Linked DNA regions of Sus scrofa: region 1 is linked to region 2. The links are chromatin contacts, called in public Hi-C maps. All regions are on one chromosome and are shown on one strand. Each heading gives the region's core, a stretch centred on a gene start, on an enhancer-like site or on the middle of the called end of the contact. The rest is flanking DNA. Distances are from core to core; before and after follow the strand shown. Region 1 overlaps C10H9orf3 (aminopeptidase O). Region 2 overlaps FANCC (Fanconi anemia group C protein).

Region 1 (5,870 bases), core at 1,484-3,983, 190 kb before region 2:
GTCTGTGAGTCCGTTTCTGTTCTGTAGATGGTTTCATTTGTGCCGTATATTGGATTCCAGATCTAAGTATATCATAAGGAATTTGTCTTTCTCTTTCCGACTTACTTCTCTTCATACTGAGAGTCTCTAGTTCCATCCATGTTGCTGCAAATGGCATTATTTTGCTCTTTTTTATGGCTGAGTAGTATTCCATTGTGTATATGTACCACATCTCCTTAATCCACTCATCTGTCGATGGACATTTAGGTTGTTTCCATGTCTTGGCTGTTGTGAATACTGCTGTAATGAACATAGGGGTGCATGTATCTTTTTTGAATGAAAGTTTTGTCTAGATATATGCCCAAGAGTGGGATCGCTGGGTCATATGGTAGTTCTACATTTCGTTTTCTGAGGTACCCGACGCTGGTCAGAATGGCCATCATTAACCAGCCAATGTAACTTTACTTTTTAAAGGCCTTCTCTCCAAATGCAGTCACATTCTGAGGCACTGGGGGTTAGGGCTTCAGCACAAACATTTTGGAGAGGTGTGATTCAGCCCATAACACCTACTGTCTGGCTCTGGTTCTTTCTTATCTCCTTGTCTTTTTTTCATGTTGTCTCTATTTATAATATCCTTCCCTTGTTGCTTGACTCCAGATTGTTCTGCTCAGCAGTACAGCTATCACTACCTTCCAAAAGTCTCAGGCATGACATGATAAGCCAATGACCCTCCTCTCTACCTGCTAAATGCTCTGGTTGTATCTCCACTTCTGACCTTACTGCATTACTTGATAATTATATTTAGAATGAGCCATATTAAAGTGCCAATACTGAGCCATCTTTAGCCTATAAAAACAAACAATTTCACATGGTCCAACCCAATACATCTCTCTTCTAAACCATCGCCCTTTTGAACTTAGGGCCTATGTCTTCCTCTGCCTCTGTGTGCCACAATGCTTGGCACTGAGTGGGTGCTTGATAAATATTGAAGAAATGAATGCCATAGACAGCATGAGCTCTGTCCCTGAGTTTCCTTCTATATCATTCAGAGAGTTAAAATATTGGTCACAAGACAAATTATAGGTTGTGTCCTCAGAATTCAAAGAGCTGAGAATTTAGTATTAGTAAGCTGAGTTAGAAGGAGCCATTGGGAAGATGTGAGGCTAAGCTGGGATGGTAGGAAAGAAGAGCAGTGAGGCTGATAAAGAGGTAAAGAGAAGGAAACTCAATGAGCAAGGCCTGGCAGGCATACGCAGCAAATTGATTGTGGAAGTGTCCATTAAGTGAGAATGGGCTTCCTGAAGAGGAGAGCCATTAAGAACCCATGAGACTAAAGGTGGACCAGGCTAAGTAATGGAGCCAAATTCGAGAGTCCAGGCAGTGGGAAGCTATTTTCAGTTCTAAGACTGACATAATGAAAATGGAGTTCTGGGAAGATGACCCAGGCTTCGGGATAACACATGATCAGAGAGACAGAGTCTAGAGGCCAGATGGAATTAGATGGCTTTTTCAGAAACCCAGGCCTGGGATTAGAAGAACTTGGCATCCTCTTCTTGGTTGGCCTAAGGCTCTGAATGAGCCGCTCATTTGGGGTTATTCAAACTGATCGAAAGGTCAATGTAGCTTCCAGTAATATACTGGGAAGCCATCCCTGATTGCAGGTAAGGATGTCCCACCAGAGGAACAGGTTGACTGTGTGGGCTTTGTGAGCTTCGTGCCGACTCTGAACAGAGCAAAAGGCCATAGTCCTGATGCCTTCTCGGCCAAGACCTGGCCGATCCTGTCTCACTTTAGAGAAACATCAGCTGAGGATGCAGACAGAACTCTCTCCAGAGCTTGGCAGTCTTCAGATCTCAACTCAGGAAAGGAGTATAGGCTGTATAACAGTAAGCGTGGAAGTTCAACTGCCCGGATTCGAGTCCAGTGCTGACTCCACTCCTTGCTCTGTGACCATGAGGGAGTTACACAGCCGCAGCCGAGCTTTAGTTCCTCGCTGTATAACACATAATAACACAAGCATTTAATAATACCACAATCATTTCCACTTTATAGGTTAGTGTAAGGAATACATGTGATGAGTACGTGCACCATTTAGAACACACGTGGTAGGTTGAATCACAGGAAATTGCCATGTTGATGGATCCTAAAATGACAGACAATTGTTAATTTCCTGTGGTTCAACCTATAGTAAATACCCAGCGCATGTCAGCTGGACCCTCTGGCACCTGAGAAATGTTTGCCCAACAAGGGACAGAGGGCACGAGGACACAGCCCCCACAGCCAGCTTCACTCTCCCTCCTAGTTTATTCTAGTCTCTTCTTTCACTGCTGCTACCCTTTTGCTGGCAACCACAAGGCATCCTGCCCCTGACTCTTTACCAGCCTGAGCCTGAAATCACCTACCTTTCCTCTTCACAAACTCAAAATTGGTTGGAATGTTGAAAATGTTAATTTTGCTAAGAAGTTGAGAGGACTTTTTTTTTTTTTTTCCAAGTGCAAGAATGCCTGGTTACAAGTGAAAAGGATAGGATTAAAAGCAAAAACAACCCCCCCCCCCAAAAAAAAAGAACATTAAACAAAGATGCTCAAAGGAATAGCTTGAGGAAAGAAGGAACTTGGCAATGCTTCTGAGACTAATGGGATCCTCCTACCCTCCCGGGACCTACTTCAGGTTTAATCTCTACATAGGGCCACCCTGGGTGTCCCCTCTGGCTCCGCTCTGTACAGTACCTGGCCTCTGCAGTGCAGATTCTGACTTCAGCCCTGAGAAGCAAAAACTTCTTGCCCCCATGGCTTTCAAGGGTTCTGACCTGAGCTCCGACCACCAGCACGGGCCTGTGAGTTTCCTAAAGTCTTTAAACCTGTGCCTTGAAACGTCTGCCCTCCACCCTCTGTCACTCAGGCTCAGAGGCCCTTCCACCCCATTCTCCGTGTCTGTTGGGGTTTTTGTTTTGTTTTGTCATAAATTTGAACCACACAGGCTAGGCAGCTAGCCGTGTAGCCTGTCCCTACCCTTTCGTGACTAGAGGATGCTGTACCTGTGCCAGCATTTTCTGAAAAACTTGAGGGCCCTCTGCCAGCCAGAAACAGACTCTGCCCTTTCCTGTTTCAAAGGCCAGCTCCACCCCCTTGAGCTGCCCACTCAGTTCCTGTTTCCTGTCGAAGGGACACCTCCGCGCTCACTTCTTTTACCCAGCAGCAATGACAGACATGTCCTGGAGAGTTGAACTTAGATTACCCCGCCTTCATTTTTCTAGACCATTCCCTGGTTGCTCATCCCTCAGGTATTTCCAAGGGAGGAGCAGAATTCTCTTTGATGGGGCCCCGAATTACATACTCACTCCGCATGGTGTTTCATTTTTGCAGTAACATTTAGTAGAGTTCTTTTTTAATGGAGAAAAACTTGAAGAAATAAAGGAGTTCATAATCCCTGCTTAGCTAACCATGGCTAGGGTGTGTGTGTGTGTGTGTGTAACTACAAGTATGTAATAGGCAAACTCAGTTTAGAAAATATGAAATTCCATCCCCACCCCTGTAGTCCTCACCCTGAGATTATCACAGCTAGCATTTTCTTGTGAATTCTTCAGAAAATAAATTTTAGAAGGATATATATATCATTTTTCTGTATTACTGCCCTGTGTGGCACTGATTCATGAGAACACTATTTACCTATGAAATATTTTCCTAAAATAATAATGCATGTACATAAACCAATCTCTAATAGTTCACACCTGTTTTGCTCGTCCTCTGAGCATATCTTATGAACTCAGCCAATCCTAGCATGATGCGTGTTATATTGGTGGCTAATGAGTGTTAGTGTCCCACTCAGAAAAACTCCTAGCCAGTGAGTACTTTCTCATGTAATCCTAAAGTCACCCTGTTCTGTAAATTCTTTGTAGGTTTCTCCCATGCCCCCCGCCTCCGCCACCTCCATTTAGTTTGTATTCTGGCCAATAGTTTTGATCAAAAATGGCTGACAAAAAAGTGAATAAGTATTGCCTGAACCTGCTGCAAAGACAGAGAATATCCTACTGCATATTAAAATCCAGTTTTATAGGGGCTCCTCCCCCTTTCAGGTCAATGGTTGAGGAGAAAAAGGATAGAAAAGAAGGATTGGATGTCTGCTCGAGTTTGGAGGTGCTAGCCACGGCAATTAGGTAAGAGCATGAAATAAAAGACATCAAGGTTGGAAAAGAAGATACCATCTTTATGCAGATGACATAATCTTATACATAGGAAGTCCTAAGGAATCCTCCTCTAGACACTGTTAATAGCGATCAACAGGTTCAGTAAGGTTGCAGGATACAAGGTCAACATACAAAAGACAGGTGTGTTTCTATACAATAGCTATAAATAATCTGAAAAGGAAATTAAAAAACAAATTCATTTATAATAATATCAAAATGACAAAATATTTACAAATAAATTTAACAAAAGAAGTACAAAGCACATATTGGAAACTCCAAAACACTGTTGAAAGAAATTAAAGAACTAACTAAGAGTCCCCCCTGTGGTACAGTGGGTTAAGGATCCAGTGTTGCCATAGCTGTGCTGTAGGTTGCAGCTTCAGCTTGGATTCGATCCCTGGCCTGGGAGCTTCATATGCTGCAAGGGCAGCCAAAAAAAAAAAAAAGAGGAGGAGGGAGGGAAGGAAGGAAAGAAAGAGAGAAAGAGAGAGAGAAAAAAAGAAAGGGAGAAGGAAGGAAAGAAAGAGGAAGACATCTTATATTCATGAATTTCAGGTCTTAAGATTGTTAATACTCCCAACAGTGACCTATGTCAAAATTTTAGCTGCCTTTTTTGCAAAAATGGGCAAGCTGATCCTAAAATTCATATGGAAATTCAAGGGTCCCAGATTAGTCAAAACAATATTGAAGAAGAACAAAGGTGGAATCCTCGCACTTCTCAGTTTCAATACTTACTAGAAACCTACTTTAATCAAGATAGTATAGTTTGGCATCACGACAGGCATATAGATCAGTGGAATAAAATTGAGAGTCTAGAAACAAATTCTTTTGTCTGTGGTCAGCTGGTTTTTGACAAGGGTGCCAGGACTATTCAAGGAGAGAAATTTAAATTATTAAAAAAATTTTTTTTCAACAAATGGTCATGGAATAACTAGATATCCACAGGTAGAAAAATGAAGTTAGACTCTCTGCTCTATACCCCATACAAAATTGACTTGACATAAGTCACTGATGTAAGAGTTAAAACTGTAAAACTATTGTTCTTAATAACCAAAGAGCAGAAACAACCCTAATGTCCATCAACAGATGAATGAATAAGTAAAATGAGTATATTTACACAATGGAATATTAATAATCAGCCATAAAAAGGAATTGAAGTACTGATATGTGCTACAAAAATGGACAGATCTTTAAAGCGCCATGGTAGCTGAAAGAGGCTAGACACAAAAGGCCATATGTTTGTACGTTTCCATTTATCTGAAATACCCAGAATAGGCAGGTCTGTAGAAACAAGAAGTAGATTTTTTTTTTTTTTTTTTTTTTTGCTTTTTAGGGCCACACCCATGGCATGTGGAGGTTCCCAGGCTAGGAGTCGAATCGGAATTGTAGCCACAGCCACGGCAACGCCAGATTCGAGCTGCATCTGCAACTTACACCACAGCTCAGGGCAATGCCGGATCCTTAACCTTAACCCACTGAGCGAGGCCAGGGATTGAACCTGCAACCTCATGGTTCCTAGTCGGATTTGTTTCTGCTGAGCCACGACAGGAACTCCGAAACAAGAAGTGGATTAATGATGGCCAGGGGCTGAGGGGGAGGAGAAAATGGAAAGTGGCTTCCAGTAATTATGGGGTTTCTTTTGGGGGTGATATCAGTGTTCTGGAATGAGATACTGGTGATGGTTGCACAACCTTGTGAATATGCT
Region 2 (5,915 bases), core at 2,899-5,398:
TGCAGCGGCAATTCAACCTCTAGCCCTGGAGCTTCCATACGCCACAGGTGCTGCCACCGAATAAAAACAAAACAAACATTCACATTTGTATCTTTTAGTGGATATGTGCTTTCATTTCTTTGTCAATACCATAGGAATGTAATTACGAGGTCATAGAGTAGATGCTTGCTCAGCGGAAACTGCCATGTAATTTTTCAAGGTGGTTGTACCACTTCACGCTCTCATCAGCAATTTATAAGAATTCCAGTTGTTCCACATACTTGCCAGCGTCTGGTATTGTCAATCTTATTAATTTTGGCCGTACTTGTGGGTGTAAAATGTTACCTCATCATGGCTTTGCTGTTCATTTTCTCTGACGGCACATGAGGCTGAACAATTCATGTGTTTATTGCCAACTTATACATATTTTTCGATGTGTGTACTCAAATCTTTTGTTCATTTTAAAACAAGTGAGTTGTTTCTTGTGTTCTTGAGTTGTAAGAGATCTGGATATACTTTGGACACAAGTCCTCTGTCAGATATATGTATTGAGAATCTTCTGTACCTGCTGGTGGATAGCTTTTTCATTTTCTTAAGGATGTCTATTAAAACCCAGAAGTTTTAAATTCTGATAAAATCTAATTTATCCGTTTTTCTCATACTGCCAGTGCTTTTCTGCATTCCTTCTAAGAAATCTTAGATTATCAGGAGTTCCTATCATGGCTCAGTGGTTAATGAATCTTGACTAGCATCCATAAAGACGCTGGCCTTGCTCAGTGGGTTAAGGATCCAGCGTTGCTGTGAGCTGTGGTGTAAGCCAGCAGCTATTTCTCTGATTCGACCCCTAGCCTGGGAACCTCCATATGCCATGGGTATGGCCCTAAAAACCGAAATAAATAAATAAACCTTAGATTATCTTAACATCAAAAAAGATATTTTCTTCGTTATCTTCTATGAGCTTTGTAGTTTTAGCATTTATTTTGAAGTCTATGATCCATCTCAAGTTAACTTTTGTGTTTGTGAGGTAGCGGTTCATTTTTTTCCCCATCTGGATATCAAGTTGTTTTAGTACCAGTTGTTCAAAACTTGTCTTTGCCCATTGAATTGCCTTGGCATCTCTGTCAAAAATCAGTTGACTATATATGTACAGATCCATTTCTGGACACTCTTCTATGTCTATCTTTTTGCCAGTAGCTCACTGTCTTGGTTTTGAGCTTAAAGTTTTGAAATCAAATAGTGTGAAGCCTCTTTTTTTTTTTCTCGCCAAATTGTTTTGGCTACTGTTGGTCCTTTGCATTTCCATATCAGTTTTACAATCAGCTTGTCAATTTCTGTTTTGAAAACCCTGCTGGAATTTTAACTAGGCTCACAATGAACCAGGTATCTTAACAATTCATGAATATGGTTTGTCTGTCTGTCTGTTTTTCTTTTTGTCTTTTGTCTTTAGGGCCGCACCGTCAGCATATGGAGGTTCCCAGGCTAGGGGTTGAATCAGAGCTACAGCTGCTGGCCTACACCACAGCCACAGCAACACCCGATCCGAGCCTCACCTGCAAGCTACACCACAGCCACAGCAACGCCAGATCCTCAACCCACTGAGAGAGGCCAAGGGATCGAATCTGAAACTTCACAGTTCCTAGTCAGATTTGTTTCCGCTGTGCCACGACGGGAACTCCTGGTTTTTCTCCTTTTATGTGTAAGTTTTCTTTAGTTTCTCTTGGCAGTGTTTTGTAGTTTTCCATGTAGAGGTCTTATATATCTTTTGTTAAATTTATTCCCGAGTATTTTACGTGCAGCTGTGGATTTGTCTATTTCTCTTTTTACTTCTGTCAATTTTTGCTTTGTGTATTTCAGAACTCTGTGATCAGGCATATATCCATTCGTTATTGGTATTTCTTTTGATAAACTATTTCATCATTAAAAAAATGTCCCTATGTTTGTCTGGTCATACTCCTTATCTTGAGACCTAGTCCATCTGCTGCCAGTACAGCCAAACCTGCTTTCTTGTGCTCATTAGTTACATAATGTATCTCTTTCCTTCCTTTTACTTTATAGTCTATCTGTGTCTTTATATTAGAATGGGGCTCTTGGTTCTTCACCTAGTCTGAAATATTTGCTTTTTCACTAGTTATTTTAAATTGGCTTACTAGTTTTTCACTTAGTTTTGTGATTACTGTAGGTATATGTGGGTTTATCTTTGGATATTCATTTCTTTTGTCCCATCTATTTTTGTTCCTCTGACAGCCCACACGCAGCTCTGCCTTTTGACACCTCAGGTCAATCAGATTGTGTCTAGAGTTCTGACCAACCCCTGACCCCGCTCAACCCCCCTCCCACCCTCACATAAGAGCCCTCAGGGAAAAGTCAGAAGAATACCCAATGCGGTTTCCTTTTTCAAAGGTTGAATCCCCCCTACTTTTTATCTGCTTTTTGGGTTGTTCTCTAGTACCTTCAAATAGTGGTAAAAAAATATTTCCCTCTCAGAGTTTATAATTTTATCTGTGGGAGATTTAGTCTAGTACATTATTAAACCTTGTCACTTCTGGGACCAGAACCTGAACTGATTTGCTGTTTGTATTGGAGCCATTATGCAAGCTCAGAAAAAGCAGCTTGTCATGACAACCTTAAATTTTTGCCCACTAGTCCGACTGGGCACATTCATGGGACTGCACAGTGCTCTCCAAATAAAACAAGGGTGAGAGGAAAGGATAAAAAGAGAACGAGGAGCCCTGAAGATAAACATTTCTGACAATGGGAAAGAATGTGGATTAATGGGATTTCTCCTCAACTGCTGGGGGGAATGTTAATTGGCACAACCACGGGTGAAAACAACTTGGCAGTATGAGCCTAGGCTGAACTTCTGCCCACCTCAGAACCAGTACTTCCACTCTTAAGGATATTCCCCAGCATGTTCAAAGTGATGCTGTGCATCAAAGAAAACAAAATCTGGAAACAATGCAAATGCCCAGCACCAGGAAGATGGCTGCACTGTGGTACTTGCCCCGCCCAGCAGGACACAGCACTCCCCCCAAGGCCACGCACAGCCTGGAGCAATCCTAAGACCACGCAGGCAAGGACAAGGCTCAAAGGACTGCATACGGTGTCACTCCTATCTGTGGCAGGGTTTTAGAAAGAGCAAAAGCAATGACAAGTAAAGAGAACATGGTTTAGTAATCATATATATGTGTGATTCAGAAAAAGAAAAGGAATGATAAACATCAAGTCAAGACAGCAGTTACCTGGGGAGAAGTCAGGGTGACAGTATAGAAAGGAGCACATGGCACCTCAAAGTCACTACAGCTGGGCTAGGTCTTGGTGGATGTCAGGTTGGCAGATAACTCATTTCTTTATTTTACCTTGACTCTTTTGGCCATGACAGAGGCTTGCAAAATTTCCTGGGCCAGGGATCGAACCCACGCCACAGCAGTGACAAGGCTGGATCCTTAACCTGCTGAGCCACCAGGGAACCCTGATGATACTCATTTATTAAGAACGAATATGTGGATGAATGAATAAAACACACAGAGAAACGAGGGTCATGTAGGGAACAAATAGGACAGAAGATGGCATGCATCAGGAATCATTTAAAAAAGGGGCACTCAAGGAGTTCTTGTGGTGGCGCAGTGGAAACGAATCTGACTAGGCTCCATGAGGATGTGGGTTCGATCCCTGGCCTTGTTCAGTGGGTAGGGGATTCAGATCAGATTTCGCATTGCTATAGCTGTGGTGTAAGCTGGCAGCTGCAGCTCCAATTGGGCCCCTAGCCTGGGAACTTCCATATGCTGTGCATGCAGCCCTAAAAAGCAAATAATAAACAAATAAATAAATAAATCAAAATTTAAAAAGGGGCTGGAAAGGCAGGCAATCAGGAACGGCCCCAGGAAGAGAAACAACATCATACACGTGCAGCAAGGCCTTTGCAAAGTGAAGAGGTTACTGCTCTCGTATCCCTGACTCACAACAGGGCAGTGACTTCCTGTTTCTTTTGCCCCCTCCATCCTGCCTTCCACCGGGACCCAGTTTGTGCCCCTCACAGCACCAGACCCATGTAGCTCGGGCAGGTACTATTCCACACTAAAAGTGGTTATATGTCCAGTTCAGCCAGCCCAGATCTAAAGTGCCAAGGCCAACACTGTGTCCCAGGAGCAAAGCTGATGAGAACAACAGACTCGAGCGAACAGGACAAAGCAATACGCCTTGCACTGGTGTCCTCTGCCCTAACCTAAGTGTTCCAGGAGTCAAAGGGACAGGTTTTCTAGAGGCCAGCTCCTAACTGGGAATACAAAGAATGTTCAGGGAGGATAAAAGATATTTATAGTCATGCCTCAAAATAAATGTGAGGGCCAGGCAGTGCCTTTCAGCTGAGCTCTCCTCCCGAATTCCAGGCTGGGTACCATTGATAATGCTGTTTGCTAGAGTTTAGCTCCCTTCCCTAGGGAAAGAGAAGATGGGAAAAAGACTTCATAAATATTTATCATTGCCTCAAAAAACAGAAACATCTGCTAAAACCCGAGAGGGTTCTTGGTGTAGGGGTGTATGGGATTTCAGGAGGGCCAGTCATCATAGCACGGTTCTCCTAAGTCACACCACAGAGAGCATCCCATGGGCCCATGGCTTTCCTCACAGGAAACTGCAGCGGACTGGGGCACTTGAGCAGACAAAGCCCCACAGTGACATTTAGTCTGTGGCCATCAGAAGCACAGGCCTGTTAAAATGCCCAAAGGCGAAAGAAGCTCTCCAGTAGAAAAGGTTCCCCTTTCACAGGTCCCTCTAACTGGTCAGCTGCCTCTGCTGGCAGGGAGACCCCCCCCCCCCACTCACCCCATGCAAGTTTTCCTGCAGGTCTTAGCTCGGCTTCTTGCTCACTGATTGGGTCCAGCACATACCTCTTGGTCATGGCCATTCCTAGCTCCTCCTCTAGGATTATTCAAATCTTTTCTCATCACTCTCACTCTCTCCCATCCCTCCTGGAAACCAGTTCACATTTAGGTCTCTGATGTAAACGGAAACCCATATTAAGAACATCTATTGGAGTTCCCCTCGTGGCGCAGTGGTTAACGAATCCGACTAGGAACCATGAGGTTGCGAGTTTGATCCCTGCCTTTGCTCAGTGGGTTAACCATCCAGCGTTGCCGTGAGCTGTGGTGTAGGTCGCAGATGCGGCTCAGATCCCGTGTTGCTGTGGCTCTGGTGTAGGCTGGTGGCTACAGCTCCGACTGGACCCCTGGCCTGGGAACCTCCATATGCCACGAGAGCGGCCCAAGAAATGGCAAAAAGACAAAAAAAAAAAAGAAAGAAAAGAATATCTACTACTGCTGTGTAATCAGTGGCATCTCCTTCTTAGCACACACCACACAGACTCCAGAAAACCTTTCTCTGGCCCAGGACGGGCAGAGTCCTGATGGACAAACAGGACCCAGAAAGTTCATCCTTTGGGGTGGGCCATGCTGGCATAACAGAGTTCTCTGCACAACAGTAGAGAGATGCTTCTGAGTTCCAGGACACGAGACAGACAGAAGCCATCGTGATTAATTTTCAACTAAAATGGTTTTACCTTTGCGGGGGCATTCATTTGGAAGCCTTCTTTGTGAACAAAGCAGTCTATCAAAATCAGTGAAAATAAAGTGCTCCTTTCTGGTGATTAATCAAATACTCTTAACAGCCTCTTTTTCTTTGAGGGAATGAATAATAGCTGCAATATAACAATATCACAAACCTGCTTGTTTTCTTTCTCCAGAGCTTCTACAAAGCATCGTGTAAACACTTGAAGAGCGGCTAGTACTTCTGGGGCTCCATCAGTTTCCAGGAGCGCGTACCTGAGCAATGCAAAGCCAGATCACAACGCGTTCAGTGATTAATCTGGCAAACATGTGAACCTAAACACGTAAAAAGGAAAAATGGAAATACTCTCTTTGTGCCATAAGCTTCATAGTTTG

The links. A called contact is a pair of places that touch in the nucleus more often than the background predicts.
Region 1: a contact with region 2 is called in a Hi-C map of omental adipose tissue, with 1.8 times the contacts expected there. The contact joins two enhancer-like sites. A contact is called at or near these places in 1 of 47 Hi-C or Micro-C datasets (omental adipose tissue) and 1 of 2 datasets of contacts at active chromatin or transcription factors (skeletal muscle).

What each region holds. Positions count from the first base shown.
Region 1 is chr10:27,225,959-27,231,828 of Sscrofa11.1, reverse strand. It overlaps C10H9orf3 (aminopeptidase O), which reads left to right. Exons shown (of 19, transcript XR_002336299.1): 8 at 4,055-4,135. Among named protein-coding and RNA genes, the nearest start is that of MIR23B, 150 kb to the right of the region's middle. Within about 2 kb of position 2,733, at least 36 of the 83 cell types and tissues checked have an H3K27ac peak or open chromatin away from gene starts, as enhancers often do. A contact at or near this core is called in omental adipose tissue, where this site is marked.
Region 2 is chr10:27,033,059-27,038,973 of Sscrofa11.1, reverse strand. FANCC (Fanconi anemia group C protein) reads right to left here. Exons shown (of 14, transcript XM_021064601.1): 10 at 5,696-5,795. Among named protein-coding and RNA genes, the nearest start is that of MIR24-2, 43 kb to the left of the region's middle. Within about 2 kb of position 4,148, at least 5 of the 83 cell types and tissues checked have an H3K27ac peak or open chromatin away from gene starts, as enhancers often do. A contact at or near this core is called in omental adipose tissue, where this site is marked.